Linked DNA regions of Mus musculus: all the other regions are linked to region 2. Evidence: chromatin contacts called from public HiChIP or PLAC-seq and promoter capture Hi-C data. All regions are on one chromosome and are shown on one strand. The core of a region is the stretch at or near the end of the contact, and the rest is flanking DNA. Distances in the headings are between cores, read along the strand shown.

The links. HiChIP or PLAC-seq counts read pairs in DNA pulled down with a chosen protein or histone mark. Capture Hi-C pulls out chosen DNA fragments and counts their contacts.
Region 1: a promoter capture Hi-C map of adipose tissue shows a contact between it and region 2. The contact joins two enhancer-like sites. A contact is called at or near these places in 4 of 115 datasets of contacts at active chromatin or transcription factors (cardiomyocytes, embryonic stem cells, large pre-B cells and 1 more) and 4 of 9 other capture datasets (adipose tissue, embryonic stem cells, liver and 1 more).
Region 3: an H3K27ac HiChIP or PLAC-seq map of regulatory T cells shows a contact between it and region 2, with 8 times the contacts expected there. The contact joins two enhancer-like sites. A contact is called at or near these places in 1 of 15 datasets of contacts at CTCF or cohesin (stem cell-derived epiblast-like cells), 17 of 484 Hi-C or Micro-C datasets (the AML12 cell line, B cells, the HPC-7 cell line and 10 more) and 15 of 115 datasets of contacts at active chromatin or transcription factors (the 230-238 cell line, CD8 T cells, bone marrow-derived macrophages and 9 more).

What each region holds. Positions count from the first base shown.
Region 1 is chr2:65,099,094-65,103,306 of GRCm38.p6, reverse strand. It overlaps Cobll1 (Cobl-like 1), which reads left to right. Exons shown (of 14, transcript NM_177025.6): 10 at 1-147; 11 at 1,141-1,238; 12 at 3,918-4,213. Among named protein-coding and RNA genes, the nearest start is that of Grb14, 78 kb to the right of the region's middle. Within about 2 kb of position 1,631, at least 32 of the 459 cell types and tissues checked have an H3K27ac peak or open chromatin away from gene starts, as enhancers often do. A contact at or near this core is called in adipose tissue, where this site is marked.
Region 2 is chr2:65,340,454-65,344,487 of GRCm38.p6, reverse strand. All of the region lies in intron 7 of Slc38a11 (solute carrier family 38, member 11), which reads left to right. Among named protein-coding and RNA genes, the nearest start is that of Slc38a11, 22 kb to the left of the region's middle. Within about 2 kb of position 2,182, at least 115 of the 459 cell types and tissues checked have an H3K27ac peak or open chromatin away from gene starts, as enhancers often do. A contact at or near this core is called in adipose tissue, group 2 innate lymphoid cells and regulatory T cells, where this site is marked.
Region 3 is chr2:65,159,513-65,164,147 of GRCm38.p6, reverse strand. The region is part of intron 1 of Cobll1 (Cobl-like 1); the gene reads left to right. Among named protein-coding and RNA genes, the nearest start is that of Gm13594, 72 kb to the left of the region's middle. Within about 2 kb of position 2,282, at least 21 of the 459 cell types and tissues checked have an H3K27ac peak or open chromatin away from gene starts, as enhancers often do. A contact at or near this core is called in group 2 innate lymphoid cells and regulatory T cells, where this site is marked.

The DNA.
Region 1 (4,213 bases), core at 382-2,881, 240 kb after region 2:
TGTGAAGTCGCCTGACATTGCTTCAGCATCGACTGATATGAGAATTACAGTGGAGAAGGATCCTGATTCAGCCCTCGGCATCAGTGATGGAGAGACCTCTCCAAGCTCCAAGGGAAAAACTCAAGAAGGCAGAAGCACAGAGGGGCAGTAAGTAGTTTCTGTGTCTCAAGTGTTGGTGGTGGTTTGTTGGATTAATGCTTTTCTTGGAAAGACAACTGATATTTTAAGCTTAGCTATAGTTGGCCATGTCTTTTAGATTCTATCTCTCGTACTATCCTTGTTATATGTAATTGTGTTCAAGTGAAAAGGCCAGTTCAAGAGTTGTAGCATCCCCATGTTAGATAACCATCACACATAATGCTGATTAATTGTAATTAATACAATTAATTTGTCTGAGTCTAAAATATTCTGTTTTTTTCCATATATTTTGTCTATTATCTGCTTGAACCAAAAATATCATTGACTTTTCACTTTGTATCGAATACATTTGAGCACTTTCACTACCTGGACTGTGAAACCACCCTATAGTTAGAAGTAAATTAAGCCCCTGCATTGTGACACTCAAGTCTGTGACGCAAGAACCATTGTCCATCTGATGCAGAGGTTTTGAAAGCTCTAGTCCACTAGTGCTATGTTTGAAATGTTAAGATGAAATGCACAAGCCTATGAATAAAGATGAAAGCAAACAAGCAAAATAAGCTTTCTTCATCAGAAGTTTGCCTAATTTGCATGGGATTGTCTTCCTAATTAAACTCTTCTGAGAAAAAATCAGAGAGGTCAATTCACATTCTGATTTATGGAGTTGACTTTGCCAGATTCAAGGCTAAATTGCCCTGTTTATTTCCTTTTGTCTTTAGGATAAAAATAGCTCCTAATAACTAAGTAAAGACATTCATTTGGAAGAGTGTCCATTTTACCAAGCCTCTTACATCTTCCTTTGCAGTAGGACCAGTGTACCCAAGCTAATGTTTGCATTAGCATTTCCTCTGTTCTGTTTTTTCTTTGCTATCAAGTTTCTAATATTTGGCAGAAGGGGGTAATTATTTCAGTCCATCTGTCTTTGAAAAAATTACAGCCTAGTTTCTTTGATGGTCTGTTTGAATTACCTTCATATCTCACATACAGTGTCTTGTCTTCCAGAGGGCCGTATCATCCTGTTGTAGGCCATATAGGCAATGAGGACAGAGTATCTGACAGTATAAAAGACATGAAGACACTGGGCCCAAACCAGGAGAGTGGTGAGTGTTACAAACAGTAATGGCCAGCACTGTCATAGACTGATGAACCAAGGAATGTTCTTAAGGACATGTTGAGGCAGCTCTTTCATGTCTTGTTTCATTTAATACCTGTCTCATTTATGAGTATTTGAGAACTGTTATTCTTAGTTTTCATGTCACAGATGAGTAAACCACGAAGATACTGTCTCATAACTAGTAAGAGGTGGACCTAGGATTTGAACATGGAAAGTACCACAGTGATCCTTTTGCTGTGTTGCTGCTCCTCGTGACGACCCACCTTTTGAGGCTATAGAAGTTAAATTTCAGATCCTAGGCTTTGGGCCTCTGTGCATCTGTCTGTGACCCGAGTTCCTCTCAGTTCCCTAGTGCATGTTTTACTTAATACTCAAATTGCCACACTCTGGATGAAACTTGCCTGCCTGATTTTCAAGCCATCCAGTTGTGCAACATTGTTTGCCACTATTTCTCCATTCTTACGCCCAAATTAAGGCAGTTTCTTCTTTTGTTCATGATGTAACAGGTTCAGTTCTGTCAGTTGGCATAGGGCCTTGCTGTCCTTGAATAGCAAACTGTTTCCATCTACTTTGGCTATTCAGTTTCCATCCACACCCTTCTCCTGTGTTAAATTTGTTACTTGATTACTACAAGCCATGCACTTCTGAATTCCTGGCTTTCCAGCCAACTCGTACAGTGTTGGATAAGGGAACTGAATCTATGACTTCCTGTGAAACTTTTATAGCACAGAACAAGATGCGAAGACACATGTAACATATCTACATAGGACTGCGCTTGAGCATAGAATAATGCTCAGTGGAGAAGTCAAGGAATGCATGATGATACATACATCTTAAGGGAATGAGAAAGCCTATGAAGTCCTATGGTTCATTCTGTGCTAAGTGAAAATTTTAATAGTTATAGAAAACAAACACAGGGCTATAGAATTCCTATTTGGGAAAGAAATGGATAGTTTAATACTATTGTTGTCAATAGTATTGACAATGAAGATGTGTGTAGTGGTGGTGGTTGTGGTAGTGTGTGTGTTTGTCCTGCGTGTACTACAGTACTCCATAGGTAATGTGAATGTGTTTATATCTGATTTTTTTTCCAATTTTAGTATTCTTCTCTGATAGTACATTACAATGTTCTAAAACTCTTCTTGGTTCTGATTTTCATTGTATACACTGTTATGGCAATAGTGCTGCTATTGAAAAACCAGGATTTTATAACTATTACATTTGGGAGTTAATTTACTTACTTATTTCGCAGTGCTAGGGTTTGTATACAGGACTTTGAACACAGAGGGGAGGCCTATAACACTTATGTAGATCCCAGTCTTCAGAGATCTTCCTTACACAGGGCATGAAGATGCATAGCTGAGTTCTCAATACTCAGAAGGCTAAGACACTAACCCTGCTAAAATAGTAAACCTATCTAAAAATCAACCAGTCATCCCCTTTTTAACTTGATAGTCACAGCAGTAAGATTTTGACACCAGGCTAATGGTAGGTTAGTTACAAGAATATCTCAGTAATATTGTCTGTGATCTACATGTACTTTGTAGTAACCTTTATCAACTTGTAGGTGATTTTAGAAAATCATTTCTATTATCCTTAAGATGTTTTATTCCCCCTTTCCTCATATGCACTTATCCAAACCATCGTTTTGTACCATTGTAGAAGTCAATATTAGTTTTGAATCATGAAAAAGTAGAAACATAATGCAGTAGCTACCTTCTCCCTCTATTGGCATCCTTGGAACTGATGCAGCCATTCATAGACATTGGGTGAGCATCATCTGTTGCAGGAAATATCTAGAGCTAACCCGTGTGCCAGGTGATCTCATTCACTCCATCTCTTGGCCTGCCAACTCACCAGCCTGCATAGGCCACATGGCTCCCACCAGGCCATCTCTTGGATGGGCTCCCCTGTGTTCCTCTCACTTTCACACAAGTGCCTCACACACCCCTGGTTAGCCAACTCAACACCTAATTACCCAGTAAAATCAAGACTCTTAATGCTTAGTTAGCCAATCAGATGTATGTATCAATAATAACATGATTTACAAGATGCCAATACAAAATTTCAGAGCCAAATGATAATGAAAAAGCTTTAACCCAATTATTCTAACCTTTTGATAATACCATGTCTGCCTCGGTTCTGGTTCTCCCTCATCTCCTTCGATCTCTCTCTCTGTCTCCTCAACTCCTCGCTTTACCTTCCTTTGCCTGTCCAATCATAAGCCTCCCATTGCCCTAATGGGATTGGACAGGGAAAAGCCTGCAACAATCGTTAGATATGAACAAGGGTGGGCAGCTCATTGGGCAGCAGGGTACAGGTTGTCTTCTTCACAGCCTTTGGGAATAATTGTGTATTAGAGGGAACTAGAGAGTGATTGATAGATCAACTCATGGAAAATCTGAGACCTGAAATTCAGAGTCTCAACATTAATGAATTAAAGTTGCTTATCAAGGATTTATAAAAATATTTTTACACGTGATTATTTTTCCATAGACACAGCCCATATTGTTTTCTTTGCTCAATACTTTCCTTTGTATTATTAGGCTGAAAGTGGATTGTAGCACTCAAATTATCCAGTTATAGATAGGTGACACACATTGAAAAATTGAATTCTTCATTTTAAAATACATTCTTGACAATATTTTTTTTTTCCTCTCAGTAGTTCAAAATGAAATCATGGTCTGTGCCACAAGCACAGATTATGTGAAAAACAGACCGGGGAAAATGGAAACCACCATAGAAGGCGAAGGCGAAGCTCTGAAGAAAGCCAGCGACATGGAAACTGATAGATTGTCAGGCTCTCCTGCATGTAGAATGGACAATGTTAAAAGTTCGAGGGAAAATCATCTAACAGCATCGCCAGGACCAGATCAAAAATTGAATCAACCAGGTGTAGAGAAGACGAAAATGCAGGATGCAGCAATTCAGGCCACCCCTGCCCGCGGCACTTTTGATGGG
Region 2 (4,034 bases), core at 933-3,432:
ATTTGCTGCAGTGTAAAATTCTTGTCTTCTTGTCGAGCTGACAGAGAGCGGCAGTTCTGAAACAGAAGTGTGGACAGATAAAGCTCCTGTTTTAATTGGGCTATTTTTACAGCCCGAGGTAAGGGCAAAGGGAGAACAGAAGCCTGGAAGAAGGCTGACTATACCAAGAGTCCAGGCACAGGATAACTGGTACAGTATATGTACATGGATAGTAGACATGAAGAAGGAGGAACCTTTAAGCTGATAAAGTTAATTAGACTTAGTGACTATGGGAAGGGGCTAAGGGAGCAAGAGCTGCATAGAGTGATGATTGATACCAAGGTTTTTAGCTTAAACAACTAGATTTATAGGTGGTCCAGAACTCACCACCAAAGGCTGAAACAGATGAGTCTAGTGTCAATCAATGCCTATTGAGTCAGTTGTTCTAGGTTATGGGGCTACAAAGGTAGATATAACCCAGTCGCCCTCTGTGGAACTATTAAAGTTTATTGAGGGTAGAGTTGGGCATATAACCATCAGAGATCCAAAGAACACTTATAATTCTAGCAAATATTTATCATATTAAAAAATTACGAGTCTGGGGAGAGATACTTCAGTCATTATGTGCCTGTAGCGAAAGCATGGGGACCTGAATTCAAATCTCCAGAGTCCCTTTTGTAAAGCTAAATTATTGGTGTATGCTTGTGATCCCAGCACTAGGAAAATGGAGACAGGAAGATTTCTGGGCTCGCTGGCCAACCAGTCTCAACCAATCCAGGTTCACTGAAAAAAAATCCACCCCCTCCCCCCCAAAAGATAGTAACATCATAGCAGGCAGCCGTTGAAGAGATCTCTTAAAAACTGTGATAGGCTGGGCAGTGGTGGCGCATGCCTTTAATCCCAGCACTTGGGAGGCGAGGCAGGCAGATTTCTGAGTTCAAGGCCAGCCTGGTCTACAGAGTGAGTTCCAGGACAGCCAGGGCTACACAGAGAAACCTTGTCTCGAAAAAAACCAAAAACAAACAAACAAACAAACAAACAAAAAACAAAAAAAAACCCAACAACAACAAAAAAACCCAACAAAAACAAAAATAAAAAACCTGTGAAAGGATGATGAAATATTGTTCTCCACAACAGCTGCCTTCCAGCAGGTCTGCAAAAGGAGAAAGGCTTAGCTCTATTGAAGGGGCAGGCCACTGAGAGTCTGAGCAAGCCCCAGTAAGTATAACGTTAACACTCATTAGACTTTTCTCTTTTTGCTGGGGTGAGGTCACAAGGGAGTGGGTGGGCAGGGAAGGAAGTGAATGTGGTAGGGGTGTATGATGTGAAATCCTCAAAGAATAAATAGAAATATTATGTTGGGGGAAGAAGGGTATGGTAGAAAAGTGACCGAGGAAGACACTGGTGTTGTCCTCTGACCTTTACACACTCATGTTCTTACACACACCCATAATGGTGTTCTTCAAATGAATACACAAAACACACAGCAACAGCAATAATGATGCTATTGATGGTTTCTGAGGTAAGATCCTACTCTACTCCCTCCCACCTGCTTGTTTGTGTGAAATCAACCCAGCAAGAGCACTTAGTGAAGAGTCGGCAAGGGAATCAAAGATTAGATGATAATTAGAATCAAAGGAAGTTGATATCTCAAGTGATGAAACATGTCCATGATTACATGACTTGTTTCACGTGGGTCATTTTTTTTCTTTGTGTGTGATTTTTAAAAAAAGATTTACTTATTATTATATGTACGTATACTGTAGCTGTCTTCAGACACGCCTGAAGAGGGCGTCAGATCTCATTACGGATGTTTGTGAGCCACCACGTGGTTGCTGGGATTTGAACTCAGGACCTTTGGAAGAGCAGTCAGTGCTCTTACCCACTGAGCCATCTCTCCAGCCCGTGGGTCATTTTTTTGTAAGAACAAAAGTAAATTCTGTCACCACCACCACCACCCCCCAAAAATCAACATTAAGTTTTCTGAAAATTTAAATCAAAGTTTAAAAATTGTATTTAAAGTCAGTGAATCCATTTTGACATTGAGAGTAATCACAAGGGAGGATTTTTTTTTTTTCCTGCCAGCTCATGTCAAACACAGATCTGTATCAAGGAGTCTGACACAAATGCGCTGGGAGGGAGCGGTGGCTGAGGAGCCAGCTGGTGCCGAGCCTGGGGAAGTGGTCAGCTCTGCCTGTCACTTAGAGCTTGTGCTATGACAGAAAACAGGAAACGCTGAGCTGTGCCTAGGGGTAGCCAGAGCATTTAACTCTAAGCTGTGTCTGATTGAAGCAGTTAATTTAGAGCAGGTTCTGCCTACACGGATCACTCGGAAGCATCCTGTGCTCTGCGGAAGAGTTTGAGTGTGCGCTACCAGAAGGTACGAGGTGTTCTGAGCCTCCTGGCCCAGAGGTGCAGTGTCCTAAGGTCCAGCAGGAATACCTCGAAGCTTGGTTGTTGTTTTGGTGTTATTTATTAGAAACAGGGGCTCAATATATAGTCTAGGCTAGCCTGAAATTTGCTTTGTAGACCAGGCTAGCCCAAGCTTACAGACATCCACTTGCCTCTGCCTCCTGAGAGCTGAGATTTCAGGTGAGACACCATGCCCAGCCTGAAGCTTGTTTTTAATCACTTCATAAAGACAGGGTTGTTTGGTAGGACAACATTTCTGATCCCTCGGCCATTATGAAGATAACAAATTTAAGTTTCTAATCAATACAAGATGCAGGACTCCAAGGATCCAAACCATCACCCACATCTGGCAGCTCACCACCAGCTGCAACTCCAGCAACGGAGGAGCTTATGTCTTCTTCTGGCCTCTTCAGGCATGCCCATATATGACATATGCTCTCACAGACATACATATAAGTAAAAATGATTAAAAATAAGTTTTTTCTTTAAAAGCATAGAGGACTATGTATATAGCTTTGTAGTTAGCATACAGGAAAACCTGATTTTGACCCCCAGCATCCCCCCCCCACCAAAAAGGCTAAACAAAAATTATATAATTAACATCTGTTAAGGTTTTTTTTTATGTAAAGGAAGCAATCATTTCTTTTTGAAGCACTGGTCATTCTACGGCTGCAAACTACTCTATACCAAGCCCAAGGTCACTTCAGACCTTGTAATTCATAGACACTAAAGTTTTCAAAATGAAGTCCCTTGCCTTCTCTTACTCTTCCTTCCTACCCCCTTCTCCCTTTTCCCTGCTTCATTCCTTCTTTCACTTTCCTGTTTGCTGGTTTGCCCTGTTTGACTTTTAGGCTTAATCCCTTTTGTTAACCTTCTTCCAAATGCTCACACAAGAAAGATACTGGGTCACCCTGACTGGCTTCCTGTTCTGCTAAGCCTTCTAGAGAGATCAGCCTCTCAGTTTGTTCCTGTACCACCCACCACCACCCTAGGATCCCACCCCCATCCCCCACGCTCCGCCTCTTCCAGGTTCCAGACACTCTCTCTCCAGGATCCCAAAGCACCCTGTTTTTCTTTGTTTTCCCCTTTTATTGGCACACCCAGGGTAGCTCACTAGTGTCTGAGCCCCGCCCACTCCCAGCTGGCATGACCTAAGCCACTCTTTCTCATGTTGTGTGTCTTCCTCATGATTCTCCACAGTTATGACTTAAACATCCAATTTCTTTTCACAAAATATTTTCTCCTCAGATGTCTCTTCTTTTAGTAAAAGATTCTGGGATCTCAGGACAGAGGGGGAAATCCATGTGTCCTATCCTTGTTTAGTTATATAATCAACAAACTGTACGTGTGTGTGTGTGTGTGTGTGTGTGTGTGTGTGTGTGTGTGTGTGTGTGTGCTGGTACCTGCGGAGGCCAGAGAGATCCAATATGGATAGTGGGAAGAGAACTGGAATCCTTTGGAAGAACAGGAAGTGCTTTCAACTGCCAAATCATCTCTCTAGGCCCAGGTTAAAAGTTTTAGTATTGGTTTACATGGAGGTGTAAGTGCAAATTTTATTATTTCAAAGACATTTTATGCTTTAGAAAAGTTATTTCTCTTTATGTGGAGTTTATACTCTGCTGTGATCTAATGGAAAGGGATGG
Region 3 (4,635 bases), core at 1,033-3,532, 180 kb after region 2:
CTGTTGAGATTGTGACTTCAGTGTATTGTTTTCCTTCACTCTTTGGTTGGCTACCCTATCTTCCTGCTTGTGTGGAAGATAGTTCATTCCTGCTGCTTATTATGCACACACAAATACTTAAAAATCTCATGATTAATTTTTATACTTTCTTGCCTACCATATGTTTGACTAGTAAAATACTTGGACAAACATTTTAATGCTTCAGATAAATATTTCTTTGCATCTATTTGTTATGTCAGATCATAAGAAAGTTACGCATGGATACATTTTGTCTTTGATCAGTAACTTTTTCTTTGCATCTTTTAGAGTAAAGTATTTACCCCCTTGAAACGGTAAAAGTAGATGCTGAATATCTAAAATAAGCCTTTTATACTTAAATTTTAGTGTACAAATAGAAAACATATTCTAAATTTTGCCTAGTTATCTCTCCTTGTGTTTTTATTAATAGGAATAAGTTGTGGGACCAACCAGATTTTTATTGCTATTAGTGAATTTTAAACCATTTTTTAAAAAATTATTTACTAATTTATATGTTTGCATGCACATACATATCTGTACAGCACATGTATAAATTACAAATGGTTGTAAGCTATCATGTGAGCGCTAGGAATTGAACCCAGGCTCTCTGGGAAAGGAGTCAACACTCCCTCCAGCCATGATTCTTATTGCACTTTAAATAATACTTACTTTGTTAGTGTATGTGTGTTCATGTATACATTCCCACTGTGAGGCAGTTGGAGGAGGACTTGGTGGAGGTGGTTCCCTCTTTACATGTGTTCTGGGAATTCAAGTCACGTGTTAGGCTCATATAGCAAATGGCCTTTACCCACTGATCCAACTTGCCTACCTACCCGACTTACTCTGTCTTTCTAGAACCGAGTTTTAGGTACTCCCTGACTTTCCGTATACATCATACAAGGCAGCAAACACAAGAGATGAAGACCTTATTTAGTTTACCTATGTTAAACCTTGGGAGTTTGGCATTCATTTGTGGTCATAGTACATTCTGTAAGCCTTGGGACAAATTTCTTCCATTTCTATAAACCATACTTAAAGTATAATGAAAACTGCCTCATAAGATTAAATGAAAAAAAAATTTTAAATGTCTGCATAAGGCTTAGCGGTAGATATCCATGGACTGTACTCTTTTCTCCTCTGCTGCTTGGCCTTGGTGGGCCATGGTTTGGTTTTATTCTGTACGACTCTCTTGAGCTCCCAAAGGAGTGCTATGCTATAGCTGTTGAGAGCCCTAGCATGGGAACCAGCCAACTTGGGATTAAAACTCTGCTCTGTCCTGACTAGCCAGGTGCCTTTAGGCAGCCTCCCCAACCTTCCCGCGTAGGAGTTCCTTCAGTAGTACTTAACCTCATGGTGTTATGAAGACGTGTTACTGCACATCTGGAAACACTGAAGACGGTTCTTTGTGCTGTATAACTTTATGTCAGCTCATCACAAGATAGAGTCACTGGAGACTAGTGAGCTTCAGTTGAGAAAATGCCTGAATAAAGATCAGGCTGTAGGCAGGCCTGCAGAGCATTTATATAATTAGTGATTGATGGAGGAGGTGAGCAGGTAGCCCTGGGTTCTACAAGAGAGTAGGCTGAGCATGCTATGAGGAACAAGACAGTGAGCAGTAACCCTTCTTGCCTTCTGCATCAGGTTCTGGTTTCTAACCTGTTTGCATTCCTGTCCTAACTTCCTTTAATGATGAACAGTGATATGGAAGTGTTTTTTGGTCATGGTGTTTCATTGTAGAACTAGAAACCCTAATTAAGACCATCTTTTTCCCCTCCTCCTCTGGCATCATTGTCTTCATAGTCTTCTTCCTAACTTTGTTGTCATTGTCTTCCTCCTCCTCTTTAAATTGAGACAAAGTCTTGCTACGTTATCTGGACCATTGTCAAATGTCTGCATCAGCCTCCTGGACCACCATATCTGGCTAAGATAATTTCTAACACATTCAAGTGTTTCTTCTTGAGGATGTTGGATAACACTATTTTGTTTCATACGTCCTTTATTGGAATTTGTTGTTGGACGTAGATGATGGTTGGGTAGGTGCTTTGCTTGCTTTGGTGTAGAGAATACCCATTGTTTTTGTATTTGCTTTGTAGTGCCAAATGTCAGGAAAGGATGAGTCACAGCCTTGAAAGAGGATGGAGAACACAGAATTAGATTATTCCTTTTTGATACCAATCATGATTCTCATTGGGTAGTCAAGGGACACTATAGCCGAGACATTTCTAGTCTGACTCATAGATCTTTGATGTTGCCTTGGGTCAATTACTTGCCTGAGCAGAATGAGAGAAATTTCTACTCTTGATCTGTGTCACTCTGCATATAAGCCCTGCTTTGCCTAAGTAGTAGAAAATGTACAAACATTCTAAGGTGTGTGGTGTGTGTGTGTGTGTGTCTGCCTGCCTGCCTGCCTGTGTGTCTTTGGGCTTTGAGTGACCAATTCCGTTTGTGACAACTTGTGATGTGTTACAGAATACACTGCTCCAGGCAACCCACCCAAGTTTCTCTGGCAGTATGAAATGAATGCATCCCTCAGTTAAATCAGCAAATACAGATCGAATTCCCCTTCTGTGCCAGCCTAGTTTCTAGGGACTGGCACAAGAGAGAATGCGAGGGTCCAAGTCCCAACTTTCAGGGGGTGTTTATCTGAACACTAAACAGTGACCAACTACAGGCATGAGCAAGGTAATTTGTAGTAGTGATAGACAGGATGAGGTCAGTGTCCTGTTCTGAGAGGATATACTGGGTAGGACTGGGGTTGATATATCTTTTGAGAGGTCTGGGAATAGATCAATAAGAGTTTATTATTATATTGAATATGTATAGTAAGGGCTTCACTGTGACCTTTTATACACGTGTAAGGTATTTTGATCATCCTCTACCCTCTACACATCCCATTACTCTCCTCCCCTCCTTAATCCAAGGCCAGATGTGAAGGCACTGGGACTGTTTGAGAAAGCCAGTTACTGGTGTGCGTTACCTATGGAATAGTCACCAGGCACCATAGGAAAGCTCACACTTCCTATGTCAAGCTGCTCAGCTGTGGAAGGCTGTGGAGCGTGGGCCACCCTACCCCTGACATTGCTTATGTAGTTCTGGAGAAGGAATTTGCCTTTGTCAGCTTTCGGGTGCTGTTGCAGGTGTTCTGAAACAGAAGGAACACCTCCCGGGTGTGGGGGGGCCTCTAAAGGGAACAAAAGGACTCTGGAATTCATTATCAGTGCAAGGAAAACCATCGGAGGACCAGAGATATGTAAGGGGCTGATTGACATTTAGGAAGTGACCCTGACTGCTGTGAAGAGAATGGATTTCAAGGGAGAGGAGAGACAGCAGAAGACAGGAGGTAATGAGAGCCTTATCAGCAGCAGGTGATGGCTGAGTTAGGCAGACGGTAGCTGAGGATCTGGAGCAAGCAGCACAGGTTCCTCGCTTTTAGACAAACTAGCCTATAGTGTTTGGTAATGAGTTGCCATTAGGTATAAGAGGCTGAGAAGACTCAAAATGGGCTGGGGAGTCTTGCTTGAGTTCACTGTAGGTTTAGTTTGAGTCACAGCATTAGGGGAAGTTTTATATAAGAATGGAGAGCTTTGGCAGGCGTGAAACAGTACTCAGCAGGGCTGAGATGGCCAAGCTCAGTGCTTGACTTAGACCTGGGACTGCCATTAGTGCTGTGGACGAGGGAGAGGTCAGCTGAGCCAGTGTGGACAGTCCTCTTGTGCTGCCTTTCCTTGCTGGTCAGCTCCACATTGAAAGTAACTCAGATGTGAAGTTAGTCTTGTTCTCTAGTGTCCATGATTCTCTCCTCAGAGCTCAGTGTTAAATCCACCATGGAACAAATTTTATTTAACTAAACCGTCTCTTCCCTCTTTACACCCACATGGAGAAATGACAACTTCAAGGAGTCAGTCCCCATTGTATTAGGAAGAGGCATAGTTGCAGGGCCCTAGAATCGCTGTCAGTTATTTGGAAGAAGGGGTTCACACCCACACTGGGAGAACTCATGCATCGTAACACTTTGTATTGGGAGGGTGGGAGTGCCATTGTATTTGAGTTTGGGTCTTGGACTGTGTGATTCAAAGGCTCTTCGGTCATATTTCCATGCCTTTGTCATTAATAGTGAAGCTAAGTCTGTAAGAATATTATATAGCATAATAAGGCAACGGTGATCACACATCAAGCAGAGAAGCTCGGGAAGGAGCAGCCCTTGCTCAGGCGCCATTTTCACCTTTTCTGTGAAATGAAGAGACTTTGGGTTTTAATTCCATTATTTTGCTAAGTCTCCATCTTTTATGGATATCAGTTCTGACCACAATGGAGTCATGATCATACTAGACACAGTAATTGAAGTGCTTAAAAATGATAAAAGGACAAGTGTTAGTTGTAGAATGCCAGTGGAAAATCAGAGTTAACTGAGGTTTTGGTATTTTAAGAATGTATCATTGGGGGAGGCTGGAGAGATAGTCCAGAAAACTGGGGTTCAATTCCCAGCATCCACAAGGCAGTTTATAAGTGTCTTTAACTCCAGTTGCAGCTGATCCAATACCCTCATACAGACATACATGCAAGCAAAACACCAATGCACATGAAGATGAAATTAAATACATATTTTTAAAAAATACA